Linked DNA regions of Canis lupus: region 1 is linked to region 2. Evidence: chromatin contacts called from public Hi-C data. All regions are on one chromosome and are shown on one strand. The core of a region is the stretch at or near the end of the contact, and the rest is flanking DNA. Distances in the headings are between cores, read along the strand shown. Region 1 has its middle 190 kb from the start of LMO4. Region 2 holds the start of LMO4 (LIM domain transcription factor LMO4).

Region 1 (5,206 bases), core at 1,089-3,588, 190 kb before region 2:
GCTGCCACTTTCCACTCTCAGTATCTGCTGGACTAATGGGCTGTGCTCCAGCTCCAGATGGAGCCAGGCATCTCCCTTTCGCAGAGGCCTGATGCCCCCACCCTGGGCAGGCAGATGCCCCCACAAGGGTATGTCTGTGTCAGGATGCACTAGGTGTCTGGGTCTGGGGTGGTTGCAAGGCTTGCCTGCACAAAGTCACCTGCCAAATGCACCATGGCACTGTCAGCCGAGGGTGGAGACAGCCATCACCAGGCCCAACCCCCCAGACATTGTGAGGGATGCTTGCCCAACCCCAACCCTCCCACACCTGTGCCCAGGCCCCTGCTGCTGGTGGAGTTGGCAATGGTCACTGGAAGGGATTAGGGAGAAGGCAGGCTGGGCAGGGCCTCCGGTGCCAGAACACAGGTAATCGGATGGCTGAGAACCTGTCCCAGGAGGTAGAAGGTGTGGAAGGTATGGCATACGTGGCCCTAAGTCCCCAGCACGTAGTTTGTTGTCTCATGGACTTTACTTCCAAAAACACTAAATTATTCAGAATTTCAAGATGGCAACCACAGTGCATTAAATCTCAAAGAGGGGGTCCTTCTGAGTATGGGCCCCCATGCAGATGCACTGGTCACTTAGCCATGAAGCTTATTGGCAGCAGGGAGCTGTAGAGGAGCCAGGCTCAAGGCAGGGAATCCATTAGGAAGGGACAGGAACTCTCTGGGTGATGAATCATGTAGCTAAGGCAGTTGTGGTGGGTATGGGGAGGAAGTGGAGACTGCAGGTACTTGGAGCAGGGGAGGAGGTGAACCAGTGGTATATAAGGGAGCCTCCAGATTGCTAGTGTGGGCAACTGCGACTTTATGAAATACCTTCACAGGAATTTCATCATTCAATCTGCAAAATAGCCCTGTGGAATATATATTTTTGCTACTTCCATTTTATGGTGAGGAAATGGAAGTAAGATAATTTATTCAAGTTCATCCAGTCAGAAGACTTGGGACTCAACCCAAGGTGTTTGATTTCAATTGCATACTCTATGCACTATGAAATTTGGCCCCTCTGCCGCTCTCGATGCCTCTGACCTGGCTCATTCATTCATTCACTCATTGCTTCATTGAGCAAATACCGCTTACGTGATCACAATGTGCCAGGCGCTCATCTAGGTGCTGGAGATATATCTGTAAGCAAGCCAGACAAGGCCTCTGCTCTCGCGGAGTGCACATTGTAACAGGGCCCAGGTGCCACATTAATCAGAGATTCCCATAGGACTTTAAGGGCCAGTAGAAGCCATTATTTATTTTTCTCTTTTGTTTCTTGTCCTGGTTTGTAATGAATTAGAGTTTGATTAGCTGCAACAGAGCAATCATGACTACGGGGAGAGGAATAAAGTGTCCTTTCGACCACCCCTATCCAAAAGCTGTGTGTAATTAGAAAAATCAAACCCTAGTTCCCATCATCTCTACCTGGGCTGGCAGAGGTCTGTTTATTCTGTAGATAAATATTTATTATTATTTTATTCTTTCATTAAAATGAATATATATATAAATATATATAAAATCTGTTCAAAGAATGTTATGAATCTCAGGCTCGGAGACTGGGTACTTCTGTTGCAGGATAAATTTCAGAGCATTAAGTTGTTGCTGAGCCAACAGCAACGGTTCTGAATACCGTTCAGATGACTCAACAGTGTGGGTCAGGAAGGCACTTCGCTGGCTGATGACTCAGCCCCTCCCAGTGTCTTGTACCGTAGAAGACTGTCAGGAAGGCATGTGTCAAATGGTGTTAGGAAGAACCAGTTTTCCCCATTGATGCACAGCTCCTGAACTAGAATGGCTGCCAGATGGCATGGGCGCTAGAACATGAGCATTCAGGGTATGATGCAATCACAGGAAGTTTGGAGACTGAAATCCTTTTAAAGGCAATGAATGCAATGTTTGATAGGAAACAACGTTATAAAAAGACTAATTACCGAGTGAGTAGTCGCGGAGAACTAAAATCATCATTCTTGCAGGAGAACCTTCTGGGCCTGATGATGTCTATGGCCTGGCTTGTGTCAGAGATTCTGGAGGCATGGAACATGAGAACCTGTGATACCAGCAGGCCCAAACCAGGCTGTACATTTCAGCAAGGTCCTAGCTTCAGAGCAAATGGCCAAGAGGGGATTGGAAGACTCAGATAGGTCCTAGAAGGTCTGGTCCATAGAAGACCTGGACACAGTAGTGACTCAAGAAGCCTGACTCAAACCAAGAGGCATCAAGGGATCTGGAGACCATCCTGGTACCTATCACGCTTCCCTCTAGGGGACATCATCATCCTTCTGGGTCCGATGTGGCTCCCTGTTCTGTCTGGGAGGCCCTCTTGTTATGTGTTTGCTGGGTGAGGCGTGACTCCTCCTGATGGCCTTCCCTTCCCGGCCCTGTGGCGTTGAGTTGCCCTGTTCTCACAGTCCCTCTCCATAGTAACAGACGCTTCCACTGAGTTAACACCTCAACCCATTAAGCTTAAGTGCTTTTCAAAACATTTTATTATTGGCTGAGTGTTTGTGAAGCAGCTTACCTTGGACTCCCAATGGCTTCAAGAGGTTTTGTGCCTGTCTTGTATTCCAGAGGAGCCGTGCCACAAACCCAACACATTCCAGCATGTGTAACTCTACCCTTCCCTTCCCTGTCTCTCCAAAGAGCGTGATGCCACTCGTGGGAAGCCGTGAAGAATTTTGATTTTGTCCTTTATACTACCTCCTGGTCAATTTTTTTAAAAAGATTTTATTTATTTATTTATTCATGAGACACACACACACACACACACGCACACACACACACAGAGGCAGAGACACAGGCAGAGGGAGAAGCAGGCTCCATGCAGGGAGCCTCATGTGTGACTTGATCTTGAGACTCCAGGATCACGCCCTGGGCTGAAGGTGGTGCTAAACCGCTGAGCCACCCAGGGATCCCCTCTGCCTGGCCAATTTAAACAGGGACATCATCCCCTTTAAAAAAATGTTTTAAACTGTACGTTACATGGATGAAAATCTGCCTGCCAGAGTCAGGCAGTGAGCACATGACTAGACTAGGGGAGCTTTCCATGCTGCTCTATTGAGTGAGAAACCTAATGGACTGTGTTCTGGGTCCTTTCTGAGACACTTCCTGGTATCAAATTCTTCCGTTGGCAGCCAGGCACCTCTGTCTGCCTTCCTGTGGTCACCATGATGCCATAGTTTGGCCGTCCCAAGGAAATAATATTCATTTATTAACATCTTGCTGGGCACCTGAGTGGCTCAGTCAGTTAAGCATCTGCCTTCGGCTGGGATCATGATCCCAAAGTCCTGGGATCAAGCCCGACATAGGGCTCCCTGCTCAGTGGGGAGTCTGCTTCTCTTTCTGCCCCTCTCTGCATTCATGCATATGCACATGCACACTCTCTCACACAAAAATAAATACAAATCTTCAAAAAACTGTTTTAAAAACGTCTTCCTAAAATTAAATGAGTAAGCACACCAGTGCTTAATAGTAGTATTACGTGAGACCCATGCATCTTGAGCAAAGCTGACCCATTTGTGATGCATCTTCAGAGATCCATTTCCATTGGTGTGTAGGTCTAAGGGCAGGGGTGCCAAACATCAGAAGGTCATGATCAGCAATAGATACAACAAATAAAGTACTGATTGTAGCGGATCCATGGCACGTTCTGTTGCGATTTTCTTTCTGCGCCTAACATAGGATTTGCAATATCATTTGCATGTCATAAATTAGAGAGGTAGATTAAGCGAAGACTTGAGAAGAGTGCTCTTATAAGAAGCCACAGTACATATTCGCAGATAAATTCCAATCATGAGGAGATTTTGATTTCAGGCCCTTATAAGAGGATTGTGAGATAGGGGCAGCATCTGATCTCGAGGCAGGTAGATAGGGGTGAGATGGCTAATCATGACTGATTTTAAAATCAGTCTGTGGCTAAGTGTGGTGAGCTGCAAATCAGCCTCCTGAGTTTGGGCTGCAGGGGGAGCAGAAGCCGTCGTGGTGATGTAGAGTGTCTCTGGAGACACAGCCACAAAGAAGAGGACGGCCACCCTAGGCCTCGGGAGGAGCCTTGAACTGGAGCATGATGAGAACACCCAGGTCAGGAGTTGCTGATGGGGAGGGAAGAGCAGTCCCAGCCACGGGACTCGAGGAGGCGTGCGGGCCGGGCCACAGTGTGCTTCCACCTGGTAGGAGCGTGGGGTTTGTGGTGGGAGCTGGTGGGCCAGGCCCTGCTTGCATTTTACAAATCAGATGCTCTCCCCAAAATGCCCCTCCCGTAGCCTCCCACCCTCACGTGTGGCCTTGGTTGTGTGAACCCAAACTGTTCCAACAGACTATTAATGACGGCTCAATTGTCATGGCACAGCTTTGTGTTGATCTTGAGCGCTGCCTTTCGGCCAGCGCACAGATCCTCTGGAACTGGTGCACCGTGTTTCCCCGCGAGCACAGGGCCACACACCTCTCTTCACGCTCAGGTCTTTGCGTGGTGTCTTTGCTCACAGGCCCTGTTGATGATGATGACGGTAGCAGCTAACATTTACATGATGCTGGGGGCTTTGCGAACATTAACTTGTTTAATCTTCATAACACCCCTCTGGGGTAGGGATTATCATCATTATTATTATTCCCATTTGACAGATGAGGAAAAAGAGGCACAGAAGTTAAGTCACATAGGATCACATTCTGGTAAGTAGTGGAGCTCGGATTCACATCCACTCTCCCTGGCTTTGCGGTCTATGCTCTTAACCGTTTGGCAATTGGCCCATCATCTGCTTCTCGAATGGCGTAGGAGCATGAGTCAACACTCTCATTTAGAGTGTCCAAAGGTCGTGGAAATGTGTGTCAGCCATAAAGTATTCCCATCCTTGCATGGATGGATGCATTCGGACGCTTATTGACACTTACCCCCTGCCAGACCACTGTGCCGGGGATCAGACCAAGACAGACATGAGCCTGATTTTGAAAAGTCAACAAATTAAACATGAATCGCAGTGATAGGTAACGAAGCTTATGCTAGATAAAGCTTAAAATAACAGTAGCTAATATTTACTGAGCATTTGCTCTGTATCGCCAGGCACTGTTCTCAGGGCTTTTTATGGATTCTCTCATTTAATCCTGACTGTGCCCCTATGAGGTAAGTCCTATTTATCCCCATTTTACAGATGGGGAAATGCAGGTGAAGCAAGGCTGTGTGACTGCTG
Region 2 (4,727 bases), core at 954-3,453:
TTTCACTGTCCATACTTCAGAAAAGGCCCAAAGTACCGCGGTTCATTACAAACCTATGTATTGTGTGTTCCGGTTAAGAAAATCATTTTGGAGAAAAAGGACACGTAACAGACCGTTTGGCTCCATTCCTCCATTCGTAGATGAGAAAATGAAGGGCCACAGCAGGAAATTTACTTGCACAGGACAAATCATGACTTAATTGTAGCCCACTAAGATCTTGTGTCATCTCGTTTTGATTATTATAAATTATTAACAAATTGAAACTGAACCAGGGAATTAAAATGTGTGCATTATTTGTTTACGGGGTTCCTTCCCTCATTTGGTTTAATTGAGTTTTCTTTACTAACCTTCAAGGAACATTACATCTTTTTAAGGTGGCCTTCTTTTCATCATACCCATCTGCAGCTGTTTTCCGTACTGGGCATTTTAATTACTATTATACTTTAAGTCATTTTGGGGGGGGGGGGGGCGGTAAATGTTTCTCATAAGGTGCACAAAGCGACTTGATCATAAAAATGCAATTTTAAACACCAATCAATGAAAGTAAGCCGTTTAATTTTGAGGTGCAAGGAATATAAAGAAATGACTATTCTAATTGGTGTTTAAAATGTCCTCTGCTTGATGTTCCAGGCAATGATGACTGTTTCTTTTGCAGCCTTAATTTTGATGGTTTGAAGGACAGAAATCCCCCCAACAGACACTAAAACCATAGATGTTTAACAACTACATTGTCTAAGCCAGACTCTTCTGCAGGTCCCTTACCTCAATCCAGCAGTACTGTATGTAATACAATATGAAAACTCGTCCCACAAGGCTGGTTTTAACTTAATGATACTTAGCAGAAGGGCTTTGCACTTTCATGATAATTTCCACCAGAAAAATCTCTCTGGAACTTACTAATAATAATCAGACCTAATATTAGCCTCAGATCAGAGATTTATTAAACCTATTTGGCAGAGCAGATAAAGTTGAATGACTAGGTACTCAAGCATCTAGGCTGAGCTCGGGGCCCTGGAAAAAGACTCTCAGGCTAGCAGCACCCTAAAAGCATTCCTCAACAGTTAAATTTATACTAGACGTGACCTTTCTTCCTCCCCAGAGGCTGTGGGATGGTGAATGTTGCCATTCCTTGTTGCTGTCTGGGGGGGGAGGGGGGGGGGGACGGGGGGCTTGAGGAATCGGGCCTCTCCTCCTGCACAGCAGGGGTGGATGGAGGCCGAGCCCTCCTCCCTGAAGTTCCCCTGGACCCCCAAAGTCCGGGCTGTGAGCTCTTCAGCTCCGACTTCGGACGATCCCCTACGAGACGCCCACGGGGCTCTCGGCCGGCGCTCGGGCCCACGCGGGGGACCGGGGCCGGGCGGCCAAGTCCTGCAAGACCTGCGGACTCGGTCCCCACCTCCTCGCTCGCTCAACTTCCCACTAAGGGCTCATCCGTCTCCAACGCCCGCGAATTAAAGGCAGAAAAACAAAACCTCTTCTGCGTGCGAGCGAAGCCCCCCGCCCGGAGGTTTCGGGGAGACTCTTCCTCCCCAACAGGAGGGGACCCATTTTTGAGCAAGACGAGAAGTTTCCTGCGGGGCTCGCGCGGGCGCGCGGGGGGGGGGTCCCCGAGGGGCGCGCGGGTGCGGGTCCCCGCGATCGCCGGCGCGGGCAGGAGCGGCGCCCCCGGCCGCTCCATCCTGCCCCCCGCGGGAGGGGGTTGGGGTCCCGCCGGGGGTCCCGCGAGGGTCCCCGGGGCTCGGCCGCCCACCTGCCCCCGGCCGGGCCGTCTCCGCCCGCCGCCTCCCCCGCTCCCCCGCCCGCGGAGTCTCGTTCCAGTCCTCCCTTTGTCCTGCCCCGGATTGGCAGGTTTTATTATTCCGCCTGAACAACCCGGCCGCCCAGTGGCTGAGGGTCGCTGACGTCGGCGGCAGAGCCGGGGAGTAGTTGGGATTCGGCTCTGTCAGTAACACATGTGTAAGCGCCGCGCAGGGAGCGAGCGAGCCGGCTAGAGGCCAGCGCCGCCGCCGCCGCCGCCTCCTCCGAGCCGGGCGGCCGCCGCAGCAGCAGCAGCCCGGGCAGCGGCGCAGGCTCCAGCGCGCCGGGCCCGGCCGGCCGCAGCTCCCCGGCTCCCGGCCTCCGCGCCGGCCGCCGCCGCTCCGGGGCTCTGGTGCCCGCGGCCGCTCCCCGGCTGGAGGGGCAGGAAGCGCGGCCGAGCGCCCGCCGCCGGCCCCGAGCGAGCGAGCGGGCGAGCGAGCGGGCGGGCGGGCGCGCGGGAGGGAGGAAGGCGGAGGAGGAGGAGGAGGAGGAGGAGCGGGAGGCGCGCGGGCGGGGGCGGGGGCATATACAAAGTGAAGCCACATTGCCAAACTTGCAGCAGCGATTGCAGCAGTTGCTGCCGCTGCGCCGCGCCTGAAGCCGCGCCGCGCGGGCCGCGGGCTCCTGCAGCTGCTCGCGCGGAGCCGGAGCCGGAGGCGGAGGCGGAGGACGACGCGGAGGACTCAGCCTGACACTCCAGCTCCCGGCCGCCTGCCGCTTACGGCGGGGCCCCCCGACCCAGCCTCAGGGCGACGCGTTTAAAAAAAAAAAAAAAAAAAAAAAAAAAAAGCAGCCCTTAGCCCCCTCCTCCCCTTTCCTGCTTCTGCGAGAACATCCCCCCTCCCTCCAGCTCCGCCAGCCAAGGCGCCCCTTCCTTGGAAGCCGAGCGGCTTCGCTCGCTTTTCGCCGCCGCCGCCTCTCGCAGTATTGCAATATAGGGGAAAAGCAGGTAAGGGGACGGCTGGGGAGCCGCGGGCGAGGGGGGGCAGAGGGAGGAGGGGGCCGATGTGGGCCAGGGCTGTTTTCTTTGGCTTCCTTCCCTTGACCGTCCCAAATTGCAAGTAAACAATACGTCGGCTTGGATAATGCGCGAGTCTGAAACTACCGAGGCCGGCCTGCGAGCTAGCACGGAGGGCAGCCGGCCCCGGGCCGCCAGCTTTGTAGCGGTTCCTGCTTACAAAAGGGTTCTTCTTGGAGACGGGGCTGCTGGGGACCTGGGAGGGTGGGGAGGGGTGTGTGTGCGTGTGTGCGTGTGTGTGTGTGTGTGTGTGTGTGTGTGTGTGGTAGTGGGGGGGTATTTTCAGTTCCTAAGGGAAAGGCCGGAGGTGCTTAAATGAGGGTTTAAGTATGAGAAGTAGTGTGGGGGAAATAGTCACGACCCCCCCCCCCAGCCCCCCAGTAAACACTATTTTTGAAACAGTGGCAGAAAGGATCTAAGTGAGCAGGATTCAGTATTGCTGGTTCTTTTCAAAAATTCCTCTTGGCTTATAAGTCTTTTGTTCCAATCCAGGAGAAATCCGGTGAATCACCTAATTAAAATCAAGACATGAATTAAGCATCCATTTTTGTACTACAAATTGCCAGCGCTACGTTTGTCCCTCCCCTGGTCTCCATTAAAAAACACCAGAGACGTTGTTAAAGGGGGGCAGATTTTGCCTCTAGCTGCCAGTTCTGCTTTCTATTTCACTGACTATCCCAGGACCTAAATTGCTTGGCTATGTAATTACTAGAGTATAAGCCTATTTAACTTAAAAGCTTTCTTTTTTTTTTTTTTTTTTTTTTCCAACTCTAAATGAAACTTGATGAGGGCCCGTCCTTAGTTATCAGGGGAGTCAGTTTCTGGTCAGTCCTCTTGATTCATCTCTTTTAGATTTAATCAGCATTAAGGTATTGCTTGTCCTTAAGAGCTTTAGCTAATGGGGTTACTGGATGCTTTTCTCAGTGTAATGTTTCCTTTTCGAAAAAAATATACATATATATTTACCTCTCACCAAAGATGGGGGCGGGGAAGAGCTTGGAATCTCCTCCCTCCCTCTCCCCTTTTAAAAAGGAATTCGGAGCGATTAAAACGTTGGGGGAAACAGTTTAAAGACCTCGGGCAGGAAATGCAGATTCATTTGGGTTAGGGCTGAAATTGTAACAAAAAGCAATTCCTCGAGTAAATGCATCAGATAAATCAATTTACATAAAGGTATGATGCATTCGGATAAATGCAATGCTAATGGGTTTTAGAGTGGTCCTGTTTCCAAAGTCTCAGGGTTTTGTTACAGCTTAATTGGTGCAGTTCTTATTCTGGTTTATTGTGCGGTCACTGGACACACGTTCCGGGACTCTTTCGGAGGAAATGTGTTTAAAATCGGCCTATTTAAGGAACCCGAGTCCTTGTTTCGTTCCCTTCCCCTGGTTGTTTTTTTTTTTTTTTTTTTTTTTTTTTTTTGCAGCAGCCAAGTTGGGCCGGGGACAGGCAAAGTTCGCCCTCTCCCTTCTGAGGTATCAGCTGAATGTCTTGAGCAGATAGCCGGGAGCCTCGGGGGGAGCCTCCACTCTCGGCTTACAGAGGACAAAGACAAAACAGGCTGCTTAATTGGCAGTAAATAACTTGATCTTTTTATAGAATAAGTGACTGGAGGAACACTAGGACTTTATTGGACTCAGGATTGGAGGCAACAAATTAATCGGTTTAGGCTAAGCTTTATAAATTGATTCCTATATTATACCCCAGTTGCTTCTCGTGACATTCATTAGAAAGAGTGGGGAATTTTTTTAAAAGCAGTTTTTGGTGACAGCAGGACTGGCTCGAATATAACTTGTGCATCCCTTAATAGTGCCTTCTCGCATATTATCTGTAACGTCGCCCCCCCCCCCCCCCCACACACACACACTCCCCCCCCTTTGGAGGAACAAAGCTTTAGCATTTAAATTGCTGATCA

Evidence for each region. A called contact is a pair of places that touch in the nucleus more often than the background predicts.
Region 1: a contact with region 2 is called in a Hi-C map of skin fibroblasts, with 2.1 times the contacts expected there. The contact joins the enhancer-like site here to the promoter of LMO4 in region 2. A contact is called at or near these places in 2 of 9 Hi-C or Micro-C datasets (blood and skin fibroblasts).

What each region holds. Positions count from the first base shown.
Region 1 is chr6:61,621,538-61,626,743 of UU_Cfam_GSD_1.0, reverse strand. No RefSeq gene overlaps it. Among named protein-coding and RNA genes, the nearest start is that of LMO4, 190 kb to the right of the region's middle. Within about 2 kb of position 2,338, at least 4 of the 20 cell types and tissues checked have an H3K27ac peak or open chromatin away from gene starts, as enhancers often do.
Region 2 is chr6:61,436,187-61,440,913 of UU_Cfam_GSD_1.0, reverse strand. LMO4 (LIM domain transcription factor LMO4) reads left to right here and starts at 2,203. Exons shown (of 5, transcript XM_038541460.1): 1 at 2,203-2,746. LOC111096413 (a long non-coding RNA gene) reads left to right here. Exons shown (of 4, transcript XR_005360436.1): 4 at 1-267.